Regions from separate parts of the Oryzias latipes genome. Here region 1 is linked to region 2. A link is a contact called in public Hi-C data. All regions are on one chromosome and are shown on one strand. The core of a region is the stretch at or near the end of the contact, and the rest is flanking DNA. Distances in the headings are between cores, read along the strand shown. Region 1 holds the start of rad23b (UV excision repair protein RAD23 homolog B). Region 2 has its middle 14 kb from the start of tmem38b.

What was found. A called contact is a pair of places that touch in the nucleus more often than the background predicts.
Region 1: a contact with region 2 is called in a Hi-C map of embryo, with 2.4 times the contacts expected there. The contact joins the promoter of rad23b here to the enhancer-like site in region 2. A contact is called at or near these places in 3 of 5 Hi-C or Micro-C datasets (embryo and gastrula embryo).

What each region holds. Positions count from the first base shown.
Region 1 is chr12:9,285,725-9,292,664 of ASM223467v1, forward strand. It overlaps rad23b (UV excision repair protein RAD23 homolog B), which reads left to right and starts at 4,936. Exons shown (of 10, transcript XM_004074582.4): 1 at 4,936-5,146; 2 at 5,638-5,719. The coding sequence starts at 5,081. It overlaps znf462 (zinc finger protein 462), which reads left to right. Exons shown (of 13, transcript XM_011481600.3): 13 at 1-1,403.
Region 2 is chr12:9,164,619-9,171,793 of ASM223467v1, forward strand. No RefSeq gene overlaps it. Among protein-coding and RNA genes, the nearest start is that of tmem38b, 14 kb to the left of the region's middle. Within about 2 kb of position 2,258, at least 2 of the 8 cell types and tissues checked have an H3K27ac peak or open chromatin away from gene starts, as enhancers often do. A contact at or near this core is called in embryo and gastrula embryo, where this site is marked.

The DNA.
Region 1 (6,940 bases), core at 3,686-6,185, 120 kb after region 2:
GTGTCAACAGATCAGAAGGTTGCTAAATTCTCCAAAAAAACTAAATCCAAACAAAAAAAACAACATTTCTCATTGTGTGTTGACAAATCCGTCTGTTTACAGTTCTTTTTTTGGGTTCTCTTCTAGGAGATGTTGACAAAAGGCAGAGATTGTATTTGTTGGGAATTGCTGCTCGAATGCCCTAAAGCCTTATGAGAGATGAAGTCAAACTTGAGTCCAGTTCCAGAAACACAGACGTCTATTTAAAAAAGCTGAAACAAACCGGCCAAAAGCCTGAAAATAACACGTTAAAACTCATGCGGAAGTTGTACTTGGTAGCAAAATTTCAACCAAGCCTGCTGCGTTTGCTGCTTCTTCTCTGTGGACGGTAAAAATCTGGGTCTGGACGGTTAGAATTGGAGCAGAACCCGGGTGGACTTCATGTCTGCAGCCATGTATAGAAACAAACTACTCGTTTAGTGTTTGAACTGTGCTGTTTCAGAAAGGATTCTTTAACCCTGGTTTCCTTTAGGTGTTCTCAGTTTTTGAAAGGAAAAAAAACAACTTCTCCTTAAGGGGGGGGATTAAGGGATTTAAGCCCCTGTCCAACATTATTACACTGTTGTACAATGTCTGGTTTTGAAGAAAAATGTCCTCCTTTCGTACTGTAATGAGAGCGGTAACCGAAGAGGCGCGCACGCCTTCACCTCCCTCCAGTTGAACTTGCTTTCTCCTCCTCTGGGCTTGGCCTAAATCCTCGGCCAGCCTCTATTCTGACACTCCACTGTCCATCCGGGGGGGGATTGCAGCTCTCACACTCCAGGTGAACCCCGCCTCGTCGCTCTCACTCCACCCCAGCGGTCGGTGGAGACGACGTCCGCTCCTGGAGACGCCGCAGGAGCGTGTGACCTCAACGCTTTGTGTTTGGCGGGCCCGGCTCGTCTTGTCTTGAGAGTGAACCGTAGTTGTAGAAATAAGCTCCGTGAGGCAGCTCGTCACCCAAATCCAACGGGAAGCAGGAGACCGCTTGGGACAATCTGGGTGCAAAGCTGTCGAGCCAACACCGTTTGTTGTTGTGTGGTTATTTGAATGGAAAAATGACTCTGAATCCCCTCACTGTGTGCAGCCTCTGGGCTGTAAATCTTCCCAGTTTACCCAAAGTGAAGCCCCTGCTGAAAACACTGGATACTTGTATATATGTTTAGTTGGTTTCTGATGCATTTCTCCTTTCAGACTGTTGTCTCCATAGTTGGAAACTAGGATTTCTCCTTCTTGCCTTTTTTCCCATATAAATCTGATGGTGGGTTGTGATGTTGCCTAGAATGATTGTTTACAATTTTATTCCATTTATCTCTGGATATTCTGTAAATATTGTAATTCATTGTCTTTTTTTAACTTGATAATAAAGTTATCAGATAACAGAGTATTGGGTCCTTATCTGCACAAATGTTTGTGTAGCTTTTCTAATGTCATTCATTCATTTTCTTAACCGTTTTATCCCTTTCGGGGTCACGGGGCTGCCGGAGCCTATCCCGGCCACTTGTGGGCAAAGGCAGGGGGGACACCCTGAACAAGTCGCCAGTTTGTTGCAGGGTAGAATGTCCTCACTCACACACACACCCATTCACTCCCGCACTCACACCTATGGTCAATTTAGAGTTGCCAATTAACCTATGAAGCATGTTTTTGGATGGTGGGAGGAAGCCGGAGACCCCGGAGAGAACCCACGCATGCACGGGGAGAACATGCAAACTCCACACAGAAAGGTCCCCCACTGATGTTCTGTTTTTCATGTCCCCCAGCCGGGACTTGAACCGGGGGCCTTCTTGCTGTGAGGCAAGAGCGCTAACCACTGCGCCACCGTGCAACCGCTTTTCTAATGTAAACATCAAACTATTGTATATTTGAGTAAAAGAATAGACTAATTGTGAGATAGACTAAAGAATCATCGGATTTGGACTTATTAAAAATTAACAGGTGCATTTTTTTCATATCTTTTAGCGTTTTCTCAAACTGCAAAAAGAGCAAAACTCCCAAACAAATTGTATATCTGATCATTTTTACAGACAGCAGGTCACCAAAGTTCTGCAAAGAAAGAATATCATAAAGTTAAATATTAAAGAAATACGGAAAAAACTATTTAAATATATATATATATATATATATATATATATATATATATATATATATATATATATATATATATATATATATATATATATATATATATATATATATTGATATTGATGTCCACTGTGGTGATAAGAATATTTAACACATTAGAAAAAACTCTTGGGTTAAAAAAAAAAGCTTTTATTTTATTTTAAAATCCTATTCTTTGACCAAAGCAATTATAAATCCACTTATTGATTTTCTGCCATTTTTAAAAATCCCCTGAGGAAAACCTCTTTTCCAATCCCAAGCTAACTTTAACGGTAACAAAAATGTGGGAGCTTTCCAGATGTACAATTTTGTTCCAGATGCCAGCTCAGACGAGGAAATCCATGGATCTGTGTATCTGGAAGTGGATGCTTGTGTCCACTGTAGCTCCTGCGTCGCTGCTACAGGATTTTTCCAACGGCATTTTTTCCTCTGATCCTGAATCCCAACGATTTGAATAAAGATATACTTTGAGCTCTTTTTTTTCTTTATATATGTACTCAATCCTTAAAAAAATTCCACAAAACATGTTAAAAATGCCTATTTCATTGGAGAGGGTCTTTAATAAGATTTTAGTTGCCCTTTGAGTAACCCTCAGCTGCCCCTTAGGGTTTTTCTTGAGAGAATCTGCTGACTCATGTTAGTGTCTGCCTTCAGACACTGTCATATGCCAGCAATGATTGCATAAAGTCATAATCCTGGTGTTTTCGGATGAAGATCAGGGACATTTTGGACCTTGTAGATGCAGAGCTGAGATGATGCTCTGTCACAAGTTTTCACAGAATGAATTCCTGCACAAGTGACTGCAGAGCATCTGTTCAAATCGGTAACAGTCTCTGCACCTTCTTGTTAGCAGGAAATAGCTTTGAGCTGAGAAGGCACCCCTGTGACCTTCACTGTCTGCTACACCCCTCCGTTTTCTCTGCACTCCACTCCAAACCCTGCAGAAGCTCTGCTGACCAGAAATCGCAGCTCCTTTCACACAAACCCGCAGCCTCATCAGCCAGTCTTCAACGACTGCCGGCTTTTCCAAAAGCCTCCATCCTCCACACTTCCTCTGCTGTCGTCTTTAGCTGTGCTCAGTCTTTATTTCACTTGTCTAACATCATCTCTTAAAAATATCTCCAAGTCACCAGGGATCAGATTGTAATCTCTGCGGCTCACTGCATCAGAGGGGGCCGGTGGCATGCTGACGACGCCTGGAGACAGAAGCGAGAGGCGCAGTCACGGTGACGAGGGAGGGGAGAGGAGGACAGCGCCGCTCCAGAGGGGAGCTACGTGAGGAATGTCTGATGAGAGCCCGGGCCAAGGCCGGTGTGGGCAAAGCTGCTCTAAAGATGAGGGGATGGAGCGAGAGCCAAAGATGAAAGAGGGGGTGCAGAGAAGGAAGCAAAATGTCTTTCTGAAGGCCTCAATGAGTCAAAGCAGCAAAGATCTGGCTGTTTGATGCAACCCTTCAACAGAATTTCTTGTTGTCTTAAAGTAAAAAAAAAAAGATTTCTACTCAGGCACAACATCAAAACCACCTTCCTGATTTGGAGCTCCTCTCATGTTACAAAAATAGCTCAGACTTATTGGGCCGTAGACGAGACTTCTCAAGGTTTCTCCTGGCGTCACGCTCCTCGACAAGAGCTGCAGATCCTGTGGGTGGTGGTAGTGGGTGGGTGGGGGGATCCAGGCCTCCATCACACTCCTGTGTCTTAGCCTCCCATGGAGGCTCACGAATAACGTAGACAACACCTGTAACCCTTGTGCTATCCTAGGCACTTTACTATTGGGAGTTGGGTCATCTAGACCCACTAGACAGTGCTCTGAACCTTTTTTCTTCAGTGATTTGTGATCTTCACTGGTGTCCATGGATTACATGAAATCTTTCCACCTTTATCCACCTTTGTCATGGTAGGGAGAACACGTCAATGTAAGGGTGGGGTCATCTAAGATAGCACAAGGGTTAAATCTCACAGTGTGATGATAAGCACCATAACTTTATGATCCACCAAATGTTTCCTAAACATTTGTTTACAACACTGTGGGTTGCGTTTAGGGGCGTATAGATTAATCGGCTTAAGCCATGAATCAATTTTTATTCCCACGACCTACCAGATCAATCGGTTTGAGCCAAGTTGTTATTCAAATTATAGAATCATTTTAAAAATAACTAAATTGATTATTTCGATATTTGCAAATACCATTTGGATTGAGGCACGGTAGGTTTCCAAGAGGAAACCTGTGTATGCACAGGGAGAACATACAAAATCCACACAGCAAGGTTCCAGCAGGGATTTGAACCTCTCCCAGTGGGGCAAGAGTGCTAACCACTATACAATTGTGCAGCCTACACCATTTAATACGTGAATTTAAAAAATAATTTAGTGTCAAAGTGCTAATTATTTGCTCCAATATTTGTGCTGTATATATTTTTTTTATTGTTATTGTTATGCTATTTTACTTTTTAAATCCTATTTAATTTAATTTTGTTTAAACAGCTGTGTGTTTAATGTTTAAATGACATGAAATCTGTGGTATTACTTTTCAGTATTACTTACTTATTCAGAGTGTTAGGAAAAAATAACATTCTGTTTTGATTAATTTTTATGTGAAAATGTGTATATATATTGAAAAAAACATATAGAATATAATGAAGAAAAATATATATAGAATATCCTCCACAATCAAATCAATTTAACCGTGGTGGGACCAACTGATTTGGATTTATTGTCCAGCAGATTATTTGATTAAGTTCAACGTGTAGCCACCAGGGGCGCTAGTGTGTTTTTTCATGAGGGGGGGGGGTTACCCGGTTTTACCGCCACAGAAGAAGAGAACCGAAAAATCATGGCGGCTGACAGTTTGTAATGAGCCAACGGAAAAAAGCGATTTCTTTCAAGTTAGATTTACAGATTTTTTTAAAATTGGAGCCAGAAGTAAACCGACCTACAACATGCTGATAACTTTAAAGACTTTGCAACAGCAGACCTTCAAAATCGACATCGATGAGGAAGAAACGGTGAGAAATATGCGCGAGCGGGAGTTGTTTATGTGGAGCAACTAAAACAGCAGTAAATGTTTTTTTGTTTGTTTTTGTTAAAAACATATTGACTAGAGTCATTACGCTAGCAAAATAATACTCTTTTGATTTAAAATAACATACAAAAACTCAGGCAAAATGTTGTTGTCTGTGCTTAAATGTAATGACGATAGTAAAGTTGTTTCTATTTACACGCCAGCCTTCGCACTGTTCCTAAACATTTATGACAGAGATCTTTTACTCCGAACTTTTACTTTCGATAAACTTTAAGGACATGCGCGTTATTCCTCTAAATCTGTTGCTAACAGCTAAGATTCAATGGTTGATGTCTGTAGCTAGATTTTAGAGGAGGTTTCCTTCTTAACAACAGAAACTTGGACCTTATGGCTCCAGAAGTGCTGAGTCATCTCACTGTGTGTATTGTTGTTTACTGCTAGTCATTGTTGTCAGTGTTGTTGTTTCTTCTGCAGGTGAAGACGTTAAAGGAGAGGATTGAGCAGGAAAAGGGGAAGGAGAGCTTTTCAGTGGCCGGGCAGAAGCTGATCTACGCCGGTATGATGGGTCCCTCCCTGCCTCTTTCTTCCTCTGAGTACTCACGTGATGTTTAGACCGGTTCTGATCAGTTTGCATCCATAGTCCTGGCAGGTTAAGATCCGGAAAGATCTGTACTCTTTGATTTGCCTAAAAGTTTTTTTTGTATATTTCTCTGCATATTTGACACAAAATTGCTTCAGATCTTAAACTGTCGGGTCTATAAAGTCCAGAAATCTAGAATTTTCAGCCTAAAATATTTAAAAATGCATTTAATTTGATGTCATTTGTCTTAAATTATGTATTTCTTTGCTGTGTTGTTTAATAGTGACCACAAGAATGATGATACGCTGCAAACACACTTTTGTTGACACACAAGTACTTTTTGGTACATAAAGTTTCACCAAAACCCATAAAATAGTTATTTTAGGTTCTGTTCCTCAATATTTTAAATGTGTCTTAAAGCGAACTGTGCTTTTATTTTGACATGCATGTTACAGCCTCAAAGACGCTGAAAAGAAACTTTAAAAAGACTACAAATTGATTGCTGACGTTATGTAAAATGATTGATTTAAGGCGATGACGATGTCTGCTGCTTCTGTTTGTATTCTAGAAGAATAGTTTTTTTGTCAATGTGGGCAAAAAAGTGTTAAAATTCTGACTGTCGTTACAAACATAGTTTAGTTTTGACTTCAGAATAAAATAAAATCGCTAGATACCTGCACTTTATGTTTTACATCAGGGTGAAGGGATCCAACTGGATCCTATGTTAGGCTAACCCGGGTCCGGCAAATTCTATGTTCAAATCAGCTTCACCCAGGAAGCATTGAATCAAATCGAACATTATTTAGAAAGTGCTTTTCCTACAAGTGCTTTACATTAAAGAAAAACCAAATAAATAATATAAAAACAAGCACGAAAATTAAAATAGAACCCCCTCCCCAGACCTACACACAGCCCCCTCCCCCCCTAACTGATGGGGATCGACAATGGGAAACAGGCTTGCGCGTCTGTGCACATTTGGACTCCAAGTTGAGTACAGAAATCATTGTGTCACCTTTAGAGCTCACATGAGCACAAAAAAAGCACCAAAACGTAAAGCTTCCACACCAATCCTTTCCAAAAAATACAGTTTTCCCATGATTCATTGGTGAGAAGACAGATGGAGGTTAGCGAACCACTTCTGTAGCTTCTTATGCTTTTAAAAGAACTTTCTTGATTCGATTGATGCATTTGTGGCTC
Region 2 (7,175 bases), core at 1,008-3,507:
AGGAGACAGTTCTTTGAACCAAGAAGAACTCCACAGGTGACAAATATTAGATCCAGGAAGTTATTGATTAAAACTTAAGATATAAGAATAAGAAAAACGAAATATGTGTGGAGGAGGATCTGTAAGCTAGCAGGAGAGAGTGTCAACAAAGAGATGATGGGAAATGAGGTCAGACCCACTCTTCGCCAACAGTCCCGCCCCCCCTGCTTTGCAGAAATTGTCATTTAAAAGGACACAGTTTTTTAATTTTGCCTAAAAAAACAGAATTTAAAGACCACTGAGAATGCTTTTAAAATACATCAATAGATGATTGGAGTGAGACTTTAAGGTCTTCTTTACCTATTCATATTAAAAAATAATATCTAAAATAAATGTAAATAGCTTGTATTTTTTATTTACCAACAGAAAACCCTCTTCTCCCTCTTATCACTTTAGGATCCTGAAGCTGCAGATACATCTGATTAGCCTGACGTCCACAAGGAAAACGTCCTCTGCGGGCTGAGAGGTTGCATCAGTGTAACATCAGCACCTGACTGATACCTCAGCCTTTCTGAAAAGCTGCAGGAGAGAAATCCCCCAAATTCCCCCTTAAAAATCGTGTCTATGTAGCTGTAGACAGTGAAGTCCCTCCCTGGTGGGATGAATTTTAAAGCAGGCGTTTGGTGTGGAGTAGAAGAGAGATGTTCAAAGACGATTCAAAGTGATGCTTTCTGCAGATGAAGAAGCGGCTGTTGAAGTGTTTGAACTCCACAGACGACCGAGTGTTCGTGTTTGCATCAAGGCTGGTTCAAGCTGTGGCAGGTCATTCTCAAAACGTAACAATCATTGCTAAACCATCAACCCTGTAACTCAAAATGGAAGTTAAAAGTTTTCTGTCTTTTTAATGAGACCCACAACTGTGCTTCACATTTTATCTTGTCTGCTTTATTTGTCCATTCACATGCATCACATCTTATGCCTTAGTCACATCTGGCCCTACGGGTGGATACAGGCTGTCTGGGGGCAAAAAATGGGCAAACCTGTTCGGGGCAAGCAGGTGGCCCTCACAAAACATCAAGGTCAAAGACCACTTGGTGACCCCGTAGACCAGGAATGGGACATTTCAGGCCTTGAGGGCATGTGTGTCTGCATAATTTCTAGATATCCAAGCCCTACTCATGACTGATTACCCGGTTCAGGTGTGTCCATCCAATAAGAACATGGCAGAGCAGGGTATGTTAGAAAACATGCAGGAATGTGGCCATCAAGGCCTGCAGTTGCCCATTCCTACTATAGACTGAAAATGCTGATGTACATTTTTTTCTACAGGCATTCTATGGCTAACAGGTTGTAGGGAACACTTATACACCAAGTAAGGGGGAAGTAGGTGAGATGCAGGCATGTCATACAGATATTTCACTTTTCAAATCCCCTGAATCTCTGCACACTACGCAGGGGACCTGTTAAGACTGTTCAAGTGATAAGGGCACATCCCTTTGTGCCCACTGAGTGCTTCTTGTCTGACCATTAGACAATCAGAGCGTAGTTTGTGTTCATTTCTAAACACTAATTTGAATAAATAAATACTTTTCCTCAATAACATTAAAGCTACAAACACGAGGGCAACAAAAAACAGTCTGCTTTTCACATTGCTGTCATTTCTGTTTTGAGGCATTTTTTAAAAACTGGAACATTTCTGGGAGATTTTTAAAGATCACCTTCTTGCTAGATCTTTGGATTTTAAACATCATTCCAGCAATTTTGTTTGTCGGCTTCTTTGTGGCAACTTCTTAGATGCCAAATAGAAACTCTCGTCTAGTTGTTCAGTCAATCCTTGAATAAAAACCAAAATTATAAAGAGCATTTATTATAAAGTTATACTGTTGGGAGAAAATGTTTTCTACTAGTAACTTACAATTAAATTCAAATTTGTTTTTATTTTTTATTTTATTTTTATAATATTTAAAATTGCTTTAAGGAGAAGTCCTGGTTTAAAAAAAGTCAAACAACACAACAAAGACAAAGAGACTTTTTTTTAGCTAAAATAACAAAATAAAACTTAAAATTCTGTAAGTGTTTCAACAGATCAGGTAACAAAAAAAAAGACTGCACTTTTTGAATGTTTCAGAAAAACATTCTATTGTTTTCCAGCAAGGGCTGACCACAAATATAGCTCATCTGTAACCAAAATGGTCAAAGCTTCAGGTCTGTTCTATCTTTGTTTATATATGATTGTAAGGTTTTTTTTTTTACTCTTAGGAAGACAAAAGAACAGGTCAGCAGGGAGATTAAAGGCCAAGATGGGGGGAGGGTGTCGAGACATGAGGGCAGGCCAAAGCAGTATGAAGACAGGAAATGTGAAAGGACTAATTCTCTTAAATAGATGGAAAAATATAAATATAAACTAGATAAGCAGTCGAAAACCTAATGAGCTGTAAAGGAAATTGATGTTTTGCTGACATAAAATAAGTATGCAGAAGTTGACACATAAGATTAAATGAAAAAAAGTTATATATGGTATACTAGTAGGCTTGAAAAAAGGGATATATGTAGTTTATACTGCTCTATGTTTTTATTTGTTCATAAATGTTAAAATTTGTTGCTGAAACAGCTTTTCTAACACCATGCTGTGCCTCAACCCTGCTAGACAAATGGTTACCACTTGGTGGCGTGACGAGGCGTCATCACTGAAGGTTTGATGCCTGGGAACTGACAGGCTGGCCAGCAGCTGCAGGCAAAAAAAAGATGGAGACACAAGGGACTCTCTCTGCAGAGCCAATGGTGAGGCTGTTTGTGTGTGTGTGTGTGTGTGTGTGTGTGAGAGAGAAAGTGTCTACTTTGGCTATACTTGTGGGTACCCACTTAGAAGCTCTTACTACTCTTACAAGGACACGTTGTGGTGTGGGGACATTCTGTTAAAAATAAACAAAAAATACACAAACACTTTCTGCTTAAGTGTTTTATAGATGTTTCTGTTAATTTCCTTTATCTTGAAAAAACTCACCTGTGATTTTAAAAGCAACTTCAGCAACTCAAATTGTAATTTTGGGATTTTTTTTCTAAAAGAATAGTTTGATTTTCACACATTAACAAGGTCAACCATCTCATTTCTGTGTGTGTGTTTATGTGGGCGTGTGTATCTCTCTGTACTTGTGACTTGTAAAATGGCAACAAAGGATAAGTCCATCAGAAAAGCAACAGAAAGCTTTAGGGGACAAACTTACACACAACCACACATTCAAAAAACACACACTGTAATAACCATTCAAGCCAGCAGTGAGACCAAATACATTTCTATTTCTGTCATCCTCAAAGAAAAATAAAACTTTAACACGTTTTTTCGATAAGAGACTTGTTGGTGTGATTTGCACTTCTAGGCCACCATATAAAACACAAAATAAACTTTCTGACAAATTATATAACTAAAACTAAATATGTTCCTATATTGTACGTACAACAAACAAACAAATATTTGAATATTAACAACAAATGATTTTGCTGTTTTTTTTCATATCTTGATTCCATAAAGACAGATTAGTCTATTCATTTTCTCTTCTTTTGATCTAACTAATTGACAATAGTTGGTAGAATTTATTTCATTTAATACATTTTTGTTCAAAAAGAAAGGTTTGATGTGACCAAGTAGTAGACAATCTAATTCCACCTGAGTTTCCTTTTTTTCCCCTTTTTTAATTTAGCAAAAGTAATTGAATCATAATTTACTGTCTTATTGAAGATAAACCCTTTCTTGCAATAACTTTAAGCAATTAAATAAGCATTTATTCTTTTCTAATAAGATGAAAGCAAGGAGGGACATGACTGGAGCCACACAGGAAAAGACCAAGGGAAGTTTGGGAGAAGGAAAGCTAAAGGCGGTAAGGGAGTCCCTTGTAAATTCTTCAACCATGATTTCTTTTTTTTTCTGTTTTCCCCACTCACACAGATCTAGACATGAAAACAGAGGAGCCTCTTCATGTGGTACTGATTCTGCAAATGAAACAGCCTACCACAATTCAAGGCCAGCCACACATCAAGAACAGCTGCAAGATCTCCAAAAATGGGCCTACTGTAATGGTACTAGGAAACACACAGATATTAGAGTCTTTAATGATCTCAAGAAAGCCTGATGACTTTATGACTGTTAAAGAAAATGTTTAGTTTAATTTGTCATCTCTGAATCTTAGTTTGAAGTGTCTTCTTTTGAGAAGACAGAGTTCTTTTGATTCTTGCATCTAGGTCCCAAACATACTTGTGTTTTAATGAGAATGAGCACATCCTGAGGTCTGATGAAACCAAAACAAAACTTTTAGTTGATAAAATCATTGTTTTGTTATTATGATAAATAAGTGGACCTGCAAGCTTCAGTCACCTGACTAATGTTGAAGAATGGAGTTGGCAGATTATTGATTTGGAATATTTTTTTTCACCTGAAGCTGGTGGTTTCATTTTGAAATTTTGTTTAAAATTAAAAACTTAAATAAAACAGTGTAAAGAACTAAAATAACTGACAAAATGGTAAATGGCGTATACTTATTTAACACTTCTTAGAAGGCCCAAAGCACTTTGCTTTACAGGCAGACTCCTATTCGCCTGTGCACACATACATTCACACCCTGATGGCGGCTCCACTGTCAAACACTATCTCCAACCTATAACCACCACAATGAAGGGTTCTGCGTCTTGCCCAAGGACACTTTGATGCACATGCGGGCAGGGCGGGAACCAAACCTGTGATCTTCCGATCAGAGGTCGACTGCTCCCTCTGGCTGCCCTATAGGTTAAAGGTTAGGGTCTACCATTTGAATAATGACACCAGTTTGTAATTTGTTGGAACGTGAGAAAAAAAAAGACATTTAAATCGTAGTTACAGGCTCTGCAACAGACTGGCGACCTGTCCAGGGTGTACCCCGTCTTTACCCAACAGCAGCCGGACTAGGCTCCAGCAACCCCATTTTCTCAAAATATATTAAGGGATGTTTGGAAAATGGCTGGATAGAATGCTTGATACAAAGCATTTAGGGGTTATTTACCGTAATTTCCGGACTACAAGCCGCTACTTTTTTCCTGCGCTTACAGTCCTGCGGCTTATTCAGTGAAGCGGCTAATTATTGGATTTTATTGGCGGCCGCCGTGTACATATTTTTGGACACACTGAATGATTTGAATTCTCTAACATCAGACACAAGTCATTTGTTTTTCAACACACCTCTAAGCAGCCAAACAGCATGGACCTCACTTCAGGTCTTAGACACTTCAGTCATGGTTCAACAAAACGAAACACGCATGTCCAGCCGCATCCCAGAATCCTTTGGTGCCATTAGACCCAACGTGCACGTGATCGCCGCTACAATATGATGAAGCTTTCAAGATAAAAGCAATAGTTAAAAGCAGCGTGAAAAAATCACCAACGGGTTTGGAAAAGCCGGTCAGCTGCGTGACGGAGAGAACAGCGCATGCTCAGGAGTGCATTTACCTCTGAGTCATAGTGACTCGGCTGGCTGCACGTAAATATGTGGCAATAATATCAGCCTTTATTTTGTCGGGACACGACTGGAAACACAAATTGACGTGGTCGTGTTAACGGTTTCTAAGGACTGAGCAGAGATTTGCATTGAAACGCTCACAGCCTCCGTGTGAGCTGGAGACTGCGTGTCGTGTGAGCTGCGGGGCCGATGGCAGTCTGAAGGCTCCCACACGTAACAACGCATCCGCCCCTCATACACAAAACGTACAGTATTAAGTCCGATTGCTCTGCACAGACACGATTTGCTCCGTCCACCGGCGCAATGGGGACGAAGCGCTCCTCCCTGTAGCCGCGCTGGCCAGAGCTGTCGGAGTAGATAGGAAGGGGAGACAAGGAGCGCGCGGGGGCGCGGAGGCGTCGAGCCATTCTGCAGGCTGCAGCCAGGGCTTACTCGAGGCGTCCGCGGAGCAAGTGTTTGTTGTGGAAGGAAACTTCTGACCCACGCGCCGCGAGGAGGCGCGCGTATCGCGCTGAGGCGCGCGCTTTTCAGTCGTCGCTGCTTTATTTTACTAGCGTGTTTTTTAACCAGCCCTGTTACTCCCATAACGCTGCCGCGACACAAGCGGAAGGAGAGCTTTACCCGTTCACCCCTCCATGCACTGCTGCTCATTCTTAAACACGTACAACAGAATGGCGAGCCGGGCGTTGGCCCCGCCTTTAGCCCCTAAGACTCATGGGAAATGGGGCATCGGGGATGTAAATTTCCTCATCATAACTGAGGGATGTAATGTTGATTATATGGTTACTGTTTGTAATTTTATGTGTGATACCTAGATTGTCAATAAGTTAAAAAAAAATAAAAAAAATAAAAACCATAACTGAGGAACTTGTGAACAGAATAGAGGTGCATACTGTTTGGCAGATGCAGATAGACTCAAAGACATGAGCCTGAGGCAAAAATGACTCCACCCACTGTGTGCTAATAAATCACACTTACACTCTGAGTCAGGAAGTGATCCGTCAGGATGACAATGTTGCCTAATTCATGCGGCTTGTACCCCGACGTGGCTTGTGTATGTATAAAAGTAGTTAAACACGTGAAAATGGGTGGGTGCGGCTAATAATCGGGTGCGCTTTGTTCAACCAGGACACTGGTTGAAAAACACTGTTCTAATGAACTATTGCCGCTCTGCAGAAACTATGTCTTAGAAAACGACACGGATAGCAATAAAAGAAATAAGGAAAAATAAAAGCAATACAAAAGCAGTACTAATGTGCTACAAATGTCAAGTTGTTTGAAATGCTTCATGCAGGAGCCTGATGGACCATGAGAACTCTTTGAGACTGTTACTTCTGACTTCATGGGATCTACAGTATTTTTGAAAGGTATAAAACATACTACCGTAATGTTTGTATGTAAAGGTAAAGAGACTTCTAAAGCCTAATTTTCCAAATGTTAACTACTTTTGACAAGATCACAATGAAATTTCAAGTACCGGCAAGTTGTTTTTCTTTCAAGCTTTTAAGCCATTTCAAAACTATCTTTAACACATAAACCCTCTAAACCAGTGGTGCCAAAGTAAATAGAAATCATTGTTTTCCCTTTATACCTTTTCTGATTTTTAAGTAAATGTTTTGTAAGAGTACCACAGTAGCAAAGTACTTGTCATGATTACGTATGACGTGGCAGAGCCAGATGCTGGAACCCGGAAGAAAACTCAAGGCAAATTGT